Regions from separate parts of the Hordeum vulgare genome. Here region 1 is linked to region 2. Evidence: chromatin contacts called from public Hi-C data. All regions are on one chromosome and are shown on one strand. The core of a region is the stretch at or near the end of the contact, and the rest is flanking DNA. Distances in the headings are between cores, read along the strand shown.

What was found. Hi-C and Micro-C count contacts between places; a contact is called where the count stands out from the background.
Region 1: a Hi-C map of seedling shows a contact between it and region 2, with 3 times the contacts expected there. The contact joins the promoter of LOC123452056 here to the enhancer-like site in region 2. A contact is called at or near these places in 2 of 6 Hi-C or Micro-C datasets (leaf and seedling).

What each region holds. Positions count from the first base shown.
Region 1 is chr5H:338,627,694-338,633,275 of MorexV3_pseudomolecules_assembly, reverse strand. LOC123452056 (probable LRR receptor-like serine/threonine-protein kinase At1g67720) reads right to left here and starts at 3,199. Exons shown (of 15, transcript XM_045128630.1): 1 at 2,685-3,199; 2 at 1,916-2,450; 3 at 1,114-1,619; 4 at 873-1,005; 5 at 712-783; 6 at 561-629; 7 at 401-472; 8 at 115-183. The coding sequence starts at 2,757.
Region 2 is chr5H:338,452,885-338,458,207 of MorexV3_pseudomolecules_assembly, reverse strand. No RefSeq gene overlaps it. Among protein-coding and RNA genes, the nearest start is that of LOC123452934, 18 kb to the left of the region's middle. Within about 2 kb of position 3,572, at least 2 of the 3 cell types and tissues checked have open chromatin away from gene starts, as enhancers often do. A contact at or near this core is called in leaf and seedling, where this site is marked.

The sequences.
Region 1 (5,582 bases), core at 1,950-4,449, 180 kb before region 2:
GTCACCAAATTTAAGTGAAGCTTGTCTAGCCACAGTAGGGTTCTCAAGCACAATATTACGCATTAATTAATCCAAAATATGCTAGCTACATCTGCCTAAAGAGAAAGTACTGACTTGAAAATAATGCTCTTCTTGGAAAGTGCCCTTGGAATATGTCCGGAAAGCCTATTGTCCTGAATATACCTGCAATGGTTGGAATCAGTAAGTGCAGTTCTATTTCTGTAAAGAATCTTGATCAAATGCATTTGTTAGAAAGATAAAATTAATAGCATTGACAAAAATTTGAGCACAGAGCATCAGGAAACAAAGAGAGGAAGGACAGTCTGGACCACTGTATCAACTTCCATTCTCCATAGTAAGGTGTTGGATAAACAAAGTGCACAAAATATGAAGAACTTACAACTCTTTGAGGTTAGGTAGTTCTCCCAAAGAGGATGGCAGTGCACCATTTAACTGATTGTTTTCAAGGTGGCTGCATATATATAAAACCACGCTGGATTAGTTCATTAGTTCAATAAATCCTGCAGAATGCTGCTCTATGACAAGAACTGCAAACTCACATATACTGTAGATTTCTGCATCCACTAAAATCAGGGATTCCACCAGAAAATAAGTTACCATCGAGTTTTCTGCATTTACAGAAATAGGCAGATCAGGCAAGAGAAAGCAAAACAAGAAAAAGGATGGAAAGAATGAACCATCTGAGCTTACAACTCGACCAATGCCGATAACTTTGTCAACTCCTCAGGGATACTTCCGGTGATGTTCTTCTCTGACAATGTGCTGTGAGGAACAATTCTTAGGCTCTATAACAAGGAATTAATCAATAAATCCAAAGTGAAGGCAGAATTACACGATCAAACTTATCATACATCGAAAGAACCCTGGGTGCTGCTTCTGAACTACATTGCACCCAGGTCCATGACACTGGTAAGCATGGATCACCACCCTCTTGCGCCCAACCTGCTTGAGGATATCGTGAGGCCAAGCTAGACATGGTGTTTGCTGTCAATATTATGGAACCGCTAAATTAGTCAACAAGTTTTTCTTTCCATATCAGAGACTACACTTGATTTGAAAACAAATAAGTAACAATTTTGGGCAACCGCTTACCATCTTGAGATCCCATGGTAATCTGAACATGTTTGTAAATTTCCATAGCATTCAAAATAGGTCCCTTTGAAGAATCATTTGTCTTCTTGAACTCAAAAGAGAAAACAAATGGAAGTGTCACATTTACGTAACCTGGTTGGTACAAACGATATTTCCCCTGCGCATTCTCCTCCACGTCAACGGTTGGTTTACTGAATAATGGCATGCCAGGAACCACCAACTTGAATTTCCTAGTTTCATCTGGGGCCAAATCTTCAATTTCTGCAAAATATGAGACTGCCCATGCATTTCCCGGGAACCCTTCCAAATCAAGCCGGTAGTTCAAGGATCCATTTTTGCCAACCACTGCTGTTTGCATGACTTTTTCAGGTGGTTCTAGTTCAGTACCGACGAATACAGGTTTTGTGGTCGATATTCTTTCAGTCCCTGGAGCAACATCAACAAGGTAATTCGCTCTCCTCAAAGAGTCAGATTCCCATATCCTATCAAATGGATCATCAGGGTACCTGAGAAATTCAAAGAAAGAGCACCCTTCAACTATCTTTTTTTTTCGTTGAACAAGGCATTTGATGTCAAAACTAAAAACACATGGTACTAAGCGAAGCGTGATCAGAACTTTGTTATGTCTACCCTCTCAAAAAAGGAAGAACTTTTCGTGGCAGTATGGCACAGTCAGACACTCTAGTGGTACAATATAACTGCAAACCTAAGTAGGACAGGAGATTGCAACAAGCACATGTTTCCAACGCCAATACAAAGTGATTGACAATGCTGGCACAAATATTATGTAGGAAAGCAGTACCTGACTGATTTATTGCCGTCAGCACCAAAATTTATCCTTGCAGACAGTGCAAGGAAGAACTGTGCCTCATAGTCAGTATAGTAGAGTGAACCGTTAAACTGGCGAAGCTCGAGCGTAGAGATAAAGGGCTGTCCTGTGCTGGCATTGGAGAGGCAGACACTGAGTGTCGGGGCAGCAGCCAAGATAATCGCCTCCTCTACCACGGGCGTGTCGGCATCATCGATTATGACCGTGGACCAGGGAGTCGCCCCGAGGGAGAGATCAAACTTGGGGTATACGTTGCTGTTGTCGAAGTTGCCGTAGAGGAAGCTAGCTCTGACGAGGTACCTTGTCCTGGTCCTGACATTCATCGTGTAGCAGTACTTGCTGGTGTCTGCTGGAAAATACCTGAGAGTTGAATATTGCTTCTGGAGCTGGTTTTGGACTGGCAGGTTTGTGGTCTGCCCACCGAAGACCAGCTTGGCATCAGAAGTCCACTGGATGCCAATGCCATCTGTGTAATCATCAGCTCCCCCACAATCCAAGCTGATGAAACCTGCACACAAGCCCAATTTGCTACTTTTATTTGCTGGTCCCCCGAGCTTAGCAAGTGGAGTATAGCATACATGTGTTGCATAATAAGAGGATGGAATCTGAAACTGTATGAGCGTGTATATGCTGCGCAAATCTCCTTAGAAATCTGGACTCTTCCGGCATCTAAGGGTATGGATTCTAGCCTAATCCTCCGTGGCCCAAGAATCTCGCGAGAAGAGAAGGAAGGGCGACTCACCAGGCTGAGCAGCGGAGAGTGCGAGGAGCAGCAGCAGCTGGAACTGGAGGAGAAGAGCGGCGGCGGACGCCATGGGGTTCCCTCGAGACCTCACTCCCACGGAGGCAAGCAAAGCAGAGAAGAGAAGCAGCTAGGAAACCTGAGCTGCTGCTTGTCCGTCGATCTTGAGCATCAAGGGATGGAAACCGACCGGATCCTCATCCCAGCCCAGGCACAGGCACAGTGCATCCTTCCTTCACTCCATTGTTTGTTTCAGCCGATGCGCTGCGGCCGCGAGCGGGGAAAGGCTCTGCTTGCTGCGGCTCCCTCCTCCTCTGGCTCCGGGTCCGGGGTCTGGGAAGTGGGAACACAGCAGAGCTGGAGGAAGAAGATGAGCACACGCCGTAATCCTTTTGCTGGGGAGGAAGAAATCAGCGGAGTGGGGCGGTTTGATTGTTCAAAAAATCGACAAAAGGAGGAGGGATTAGGGCGGCGAGAGAGAGTGCGTCTGTCTGTCTGTTGTCTCAGTGGAGAAAAGGCAGTGTGGAAGACAGTGAAAAAGAAAGACGAAAGGAGCCCCACCTGGGGAGAAAGGTGTCGCTGACAGGACGGGCCCGCCGCGGCTGGCAAGCCAAAGCGAAAGGGTGGGCGACACTAATTCTCTTGGAACTGTGTGGGCAGGCAGCCCTGTGGACCGTCTTGTGGCCCTTGTGGTGGGTGCTACCATGAGTGTAGTAGCAGTAGCTAGGGTGATGCATATGCATTTTCTTAAAAATGGTCCATTATGCCTGTAGAAATGAGTAGCTATGCGGTCATTTTATTATTAAATCAAAACTTAGTTGCTGGAGTATCTTGCAATGGTTTAACTATGATTAAATTTTGTTTTGTAAAGTGTACGCTAATTTGCTTAAGGCTAATCAATAAGAATGGATGGGGGCATCACAACAATGCGTAAGTCGGGGTTTAACCTCCTTTCCACGCACACGCACACACATCTCATATGCAAACGCGCACACACAAATCCATGAATTTCAATTAAAGGAAAACCATGCACAACGACGACCGATCGCTCGTACCCTAGCACAAGGCTAGGGTTTCTCGTGCCTCCCGTCGGTGTTGTCGCCGGTCTATCTCATCTTCAGTGGTCTTAGTACCATGGAGGCGTGGTGAATCCCGGTCTTGGCCAACGGAAGGGCGCCTTTTCTGATGCTTTTTAAGTTTTGTTAGGGTTTATGTCCTACTCAGAGATGCAAGGCGGAGGTGGCTCTCTGCAGATGGAATAAGGTCCTCCCCATCTAGCCCTCGTTCCGATGGTGTTCCTAGCATCGTCGGAGGATGTGTGGAGGCTTGTCTCCGACGGATCTCATGGGATTCGGTCGCCGTTTGTCTTAAGTGGATCCCTGTGGATTCGGTCTTCCTTCGTTTGTGTTCGTGTGCCTACAGGTTGGATACTCCCAATCTACTCTTTTCTTCATCGGTGACTGTTGTTGTTCTGGTGCGCTGGTCCTATGGGGCCTTAGCACGACGACTTTTCGACTGTCTACTACAACAAGGTTTGCTCGGCTCCGGTGACGAAGGGTCGATGACGGCGGTGCGCCTTCGGCTCACTTTAGTGCTTGTAGTCGTCGCTAGGTGGTCTATGGACCTGTATGTATTTTTTTTAAATTTCTGATGTTCTTGGTGTTGAAAATATTAGCACTTTCCCGAGTAGACTAATCCACGAGTAAATAACAAGCATGGTAAATACGGTATGCATTTCATACCGATACGTAAGAATACTAGCACGTATAGTACATAGAACCAAAATATCTATAAACATGGCATATACGGCTAGCACCAGAACGAGTAAATGAGGGATGAACATATCAAACCCTTCGGTTGGCCAAGCCAACGCAGCGGCAGCAGCGGCTGCCTCGGCGTCGTCCGTGGCCTTCTTCTTGGTGGCGACGACGACGGCCTTGGCGTCGACCATGTTGTTGATGCAAGGGAAGTAATTGAATCAAAGGAGGACGGATACGGGGACGAATCGGGAGTAGCCGCGCCTAGACGCTCCCCGAAAACCTTATTGCCGTTCTCCTAGGCAGTATCTCGAACGACAGGGTTCCGGAGGCACCTGCTCTCCCGACCAACCATGCACACGGTCGTTGGGATGGGATCGCCGGAAGCAACACACTAAGAGGAACAGTAGATGATGACTAGGGTTGCGCGGAGAGGGAGAGAGTCGACGGATTAGGTTACACTCCACAGTTGGCGCCTCCTCATATAGGCCACCGCGTAGATGGGTTTGGGCCAGGCCCACGACCAAGTCCGCGAATAGCCCACGGTCCAATGTCTCGTACAATGCCACTTTCGTTTAGCGACTCATTAATTAATCCACAATTAATTAACCATTTATGACCAGCAAAAATAAGGTTTGGCTCGACTCATTCCCGCAACCTGCAGTGCGCGGGCGCATCATGATGAGGCGAGGCGTGGCGAGGCGAGGCAGGCGGCGGCCGAGGAGGAGTGTGCATGTACAACTCCTCTTTCCAAGCTCCCAACGTGATAGAGCAACCCTTATAAAGGGGTCTCACTCTTACTATTATAGCAGTATGGTACTAAACTTCCCACCACTTGCCCTACACTCACATGGGACATAGAGATTAACGAGGGAGTATTGTCTTACATGGGCCTAAGCCCATCTATAACCCAACAATTCCCCATAAGATCTAGAGGCACATAAGTTTGTCAATTGTTCCAAACATTGTTTGATATACCAGAATTTTAAGTGGAGACTGTTAAGTTGAGCTTCTACCTAGAACAATAGGATTAGACTTCTTCACAACTGAACAATGGACTATGCATTGAATTGTGAGTTTAGTGTCCAGAAGTTTTTCCTATTGTCAACTGATATGTGTCTGGTGAAGGATAAACCCCATG
Region 2 (5,323 bases), core at 2,323-4,822:
CGAAATGTCAGAAAATAAAAAAAAATGGCGTGCCTCTTTGTGATGATTATTAGGACGTGTGAATTTATTTGGGTCCATTTCATGAGTCGAAGAAACATCATCGTATTACAACACCCATTCCGTCCTTACCGATGCTCGTGGGTTTCACATGACGTACATGTACGTTCATCAAATCTAGCCAACTTTTGCCAGCAAGTGAGGATGAAGATACAAATGACCCAAGCAAAATTTAAACGAAAACGGACACCAAACGCACGTTGTGTCACGTCTGGCAACTGTTTTTTCGTGTTTTCGTATGAAAAATCATAAAAATGCACGTTATATCAGAAATTTAACAAAATTGGCGTGTCGTCTTGTGATGATCAGTAGGGCATGCGAAAAAAATTTAGGACCATTTCATGAGTCAGAGTAACATCATCGCATTATAACACCTCTTCCGCCCTAACTGACACTAGTGTGTTCCACATGATGTACATGCATACTTTTATTAAATCTACCCAACTTTTAGCAGCAAGTGAAAATGAACATAAAAATGATCCACGCAAAATTTAAACGAAATTGGACACCAAACGCACGTTGTGTCACGTCTGACAACTGTTTTTTCGTGTTTTCGCATGGAAAATCATAGAAAATGCACGGAATGTCAGAAATTAAAAACATTTGGCGTGCCTCCTTGCGATGATCATTAGGATGTGTGTAAAAAATTTGGATCTATTTCATGAGTCAAAGAAACATCATCGCATTATAACACCCTTTCCACCCTTACCGACGCCCGTGGGTTCCACATGATGTACATGCATACGTTCATCAAATCTATCCAACATTTGCTAGAAAGTGAGGATGAACATACAAATGACTCATGCAAAATTTGAACGAAATCGTACACCAAACGCACGTTGTGTCAGGCCCGACAACTGTTTCTCCGTGTTTTCAAATGGAAAATCATAGAAAATGCACGTTACATCAGAAATGCACGTTACATTCTGGTGCGGAACGTGTCCTCGTGGACTTACCAAGTTCAGTAGTTACTTGATCCAAAGTTTCATGATCATCATCATTAACTTTCTTTCTAGTCGGTGCAGGCACCACAAAAACATTTGCATGCGCTGCGCTACTCTCCAGTTCGAGAGGGGATACAATTAACTCATCGAGTTCTACTTTCCTCCCACTCACTTCTTTCGAGAGAAACTCTTTCTCTAGAAAGGATCCATTCTTGGCAACAAAGATCTTGCCTTCGGATCTGAGATAGAAGGTATATCCAATAGTTTCCTCAGGGTATCCTATGAAGACACACTTTTCCGACTTGGGTTGGAGCTTTTCAGGTTGATGTTTCTTGACATAAGCATCGCATCCCCAAACTTTCAGAAACGACAACTTAGGTTTCTTCCCAAACCATAATTTATACGGTGTTGTCTCAACGGATTTAGACGGTGCCCTATTTAAAGTGAATGCAACAGTCTCCAATGCATATCCCCAAAATGATAGCGGTAAATCAGTAAGAGACATAATAGATCGCACCATATCCAATAGAGTGCGATTACGATGTTCAGACACACTGTAAGCTGAGGTGTGCGAGGCAGCGTGAGTTGTGAAAAAATTCCACATTTCCTTAAGTGCTTGCTAAACTCGTGACTCAAATATTCTCCTCCACGATCAGATCGCAAGAACTTTATTTTCTTGTCACGTTGATTCTCTACCTCACTCTGAAATTCTTTGAACCTTTCAAAGGTCTCAGACTTGTGTTTCATTAAGTAGACATACCCATATTTGTTTAAGTCATCAGTGAGGGTGAGAACATAACGATAGCCACCGCGAGCCTCAACGCTCATTGGACCGCATACATCAATATGTATTATTTTCAACAAGTTGGTTGCTCGCTCCATTGTTCCGAAGAACGGAGTCTTAGTCATCTTGCCCATGAGGCATGGTTCACACGTGTCAAATGATTCAAAATCAAGAGACTCTAAAAGTCCATCTATATGGAGTTTCTTCATGCGTTTGACACCGATATGATCAAGGCGGTAGTGCCACAAGTATGTGGGACTAACATTATTAACCTTACATATTTTGGTACTCACACTATGAATATGTGTAACATCACGTTCGAGATTCATTAAGAATAAACCATTGACCAGCGGGGCATGACCATAAAACATATCTTTTATATAAATAGAACAACCATTATTCTCAGATTTAAATGAGTAGCCATCTCACATCAAACGAGATCCGTATACAATGTTCATGCTCAAAGCTGCTACTAAATAATAATTATTAAGGTTTAATACTAACCCCGAAGGTAGATGTAGAGGTAGCGCGCCGACGACGATTACATCGACCTTGGAACCATTCCCGACGCGCATCGTCACCTCGTCCTTCGCCAGTCTCCGCTTATTCCGCAACTCCTGTTTTAAGTTACAAATATGAGCAACTGCACCGGTATCAAATACCCCAGGAGCTACTACTAGCGCTGGTAGGGTATACATTAATAACATGTATATCATATATACCTTTGACGTTGCCGGCCTTCTTATCCGCTAAGTAATTGGGGCAGTTTCGCTTTCAGTGATTGCCTTGCAATAGTAGCACTCAGTCTCAGGCTTGGGTCCATTCTTGGGCTTCTTCCCGACAACTGCTTTACCGGGTGCGGCAACTGCTTTACCGTCCTTCTTGAAGTTCTTCTTACCCTTGCCTTTCTTGAAACTGGTGGTCTTATTCACCATCAACACTTGATGTTCCTTTTTGGTTTCCACCTCTGCTGATTTCAGCATCGAATATAACTCAGGAATGAACTTCTCCATCCCTTGCATATTGTAGTTCATCACAAAGCTCTTGTAGTTAGGTGGAAACGACTCAAGGATTCTGTCAATAACCGAGTCATTCGGAAGATTAACTCCCAGCTGAGACAAGCGATGTGATCTAGTTTCAAAATCTCGTCGCAACAGATTTAATGGTGAATTTTTTTTAATTAAATTTTTATTTAAAAGGTAAAGCATTTAAAAAACTGAAAAGACGAAAGATTCATAGTAAGATCATCATTTTCGTCACTTCTGCATGCATACGGTGACATGGTCCAATCTGTGATCATGGAGCGTGTAATCGTATATTACTCACACCACACGTGTGGTGGTTATCAACGTCCTTTCATTTTGACATAGCCTTTTCTTGAAATAATGTATTATCTTTATAGCATGGGATTTCCAACATTTTCTTCAAACAATATGTATTGCATGTCATATGCGTAATCTCACCACCTCTAACAAAGAGGTCAACCCAAAAACCTGCCCACCCATAATTCTCTCAACCAAACACATAAATGGCTATCACCGACCATTTTTCATCTTTGCAACCAAACTATATAACGTGGCAATTCCTAACCGGTTGGAGGGGGCCGTATCCTACCAATTGGCAATTCGTATCGTAGTGTTGCTGGATCTAGGACGGCTGCCGTTGCTGAAGAAGCGAGAGCCGAGAGGCCGTCGGTGGAGCGGGAAGCCAGCGGCGGGGTTGCTGCATCCAGCATGGCCCAAGAAGCATGAGACCACGGCATCGGGTGCAGAAGCCGACCGGCGAAGCGCGAGGCTACCGGCGTACAAAAGCATCCCCATCGTTAGAGAGCAGCTCTCTCGAACCCTGCTGGCACTTTCTTTGGATGGAGAGAGATCGGCCGATTCAGGCTCGCTTTTTTTTTTAGACAAGATTCGGGCTTGCGTGTGCTGCCCTGTTTCGGCCTTCCTGGTGGTGGGCTTATTGGCTTGCTCGTGTTAGGCCTTTTCTGCCCAGCTTCTCGAGATGAAGCATGGAAATCACTAGTTAATTTCAAGGGTTACCTTCTTCTCAAAAATAAAAATAGCAAAGTCACTTCCACTTTCTTAGACGCTGACAAGTGGCACATAAGTGCGTCGGTTCGTAACCTAAGAGTTCTTCTATATTTTGAAAATTTATTTAGTTAAAATGTTTTATCTTTTGGACCGCACGTCCAAATTTCAAGCTGTTTTCATCGAGGAATTTCTCGCATCAAGATGTTCGAAATTAAATTCCAAATTTATACGTCTCAATGAGCTTTTGTTCAGAAAAAACAAAAAAAAAGAAACCAAAAAACTCGAGAAAAAGAATAAAACCCCAAAATCAGCAAACAAAAAAATAAAAGAAAAAACCAAAGGCGAAAGCATTATTTCAGTTTTTCTTCTTCTATTTTTACCTTTTCGAGAAGCACAGTTATGCTTCTCGCGAAAGTAAATATGCGCCTCCTCGACAAACAATTATGTGCTTCTCGTGGAAGCATAGATCTTCCCCCATTTTTTGAGAAGTGCAACTGTGATTCTAACGGAAGAAAATATGTGCTTTCCAGGAGCACTAAATTTATGCTTGTTGTGAAGTTCTTTTCCCGAGAAACAAGCAAATTTGTGCTTCTCATGGAAACATAATCTTTTCCCTTTTTAATGAGCACAGTTGTGCGGCTCATGTAAGAAAATGTATGACTGCATAAAAAGCAAATATGTGTTTCTTATGAAATTATATTTTTTCTTTTTCTAGAAGCACAGTTCTGCATCTTGCATAATCAAATTTTATGTCTTTACAAGAAGAAAATATATGCTTCTCATGGAAGCATAATTTTTTTTATACGCAAATATATATCTATAATTTTTTCCTCCAAAACCAAGAGATAACTGGGCAAATATTGAACCCCCCTCCCAAAAACCATCTAAAACCAGAAAAAACACATACAAAAGAATCAAAACAAAAAATAAAAATAAAAATGAAACATCTAAAACCAGAAAAACATGTGCGATGATTAGACACACCACTTGGCGTGCTATCATGTCACCAAAATTGACCTCTGGAGGCCCCACAAAGTGTAACCTTCAGTTAATCGCTCTCGTGAAGCTTATACTATGATATGGAACAACCCTTGAAAATTCTATGACATGGAACATGAAAAACACCATCGCCCAATCAACAAACAATTGAATAAGCAACCATCATGCCCGTGCATGCCTACCTAACCCTAGCCGCCGCCCCAAAAAAGCTAAGGCTCAACCACCTCCCGCGGGCATCGTTGCTGGTCAGCCCCGTCTCCGGTGTCCTTATGGCCATGGAGGCGGAGTGGATCTCGGTCCTTGTCGGTGGCATGACTTTGTTTTTAGATCTTTCATCGAGTTTTGTTAGGGTTTGTATTTTACTCATGAAGGCGAGATAGCGACGGCTCCTTGAAGATGAAATAAAGGTTTCCCCATCCAGCCCTCGTCCACATGATGCGTCTAGCATCGTGTATGGGTGTGTGGAGGTGTCTCCGATGCATCTATCTTTGATGGATTTGCTCGGA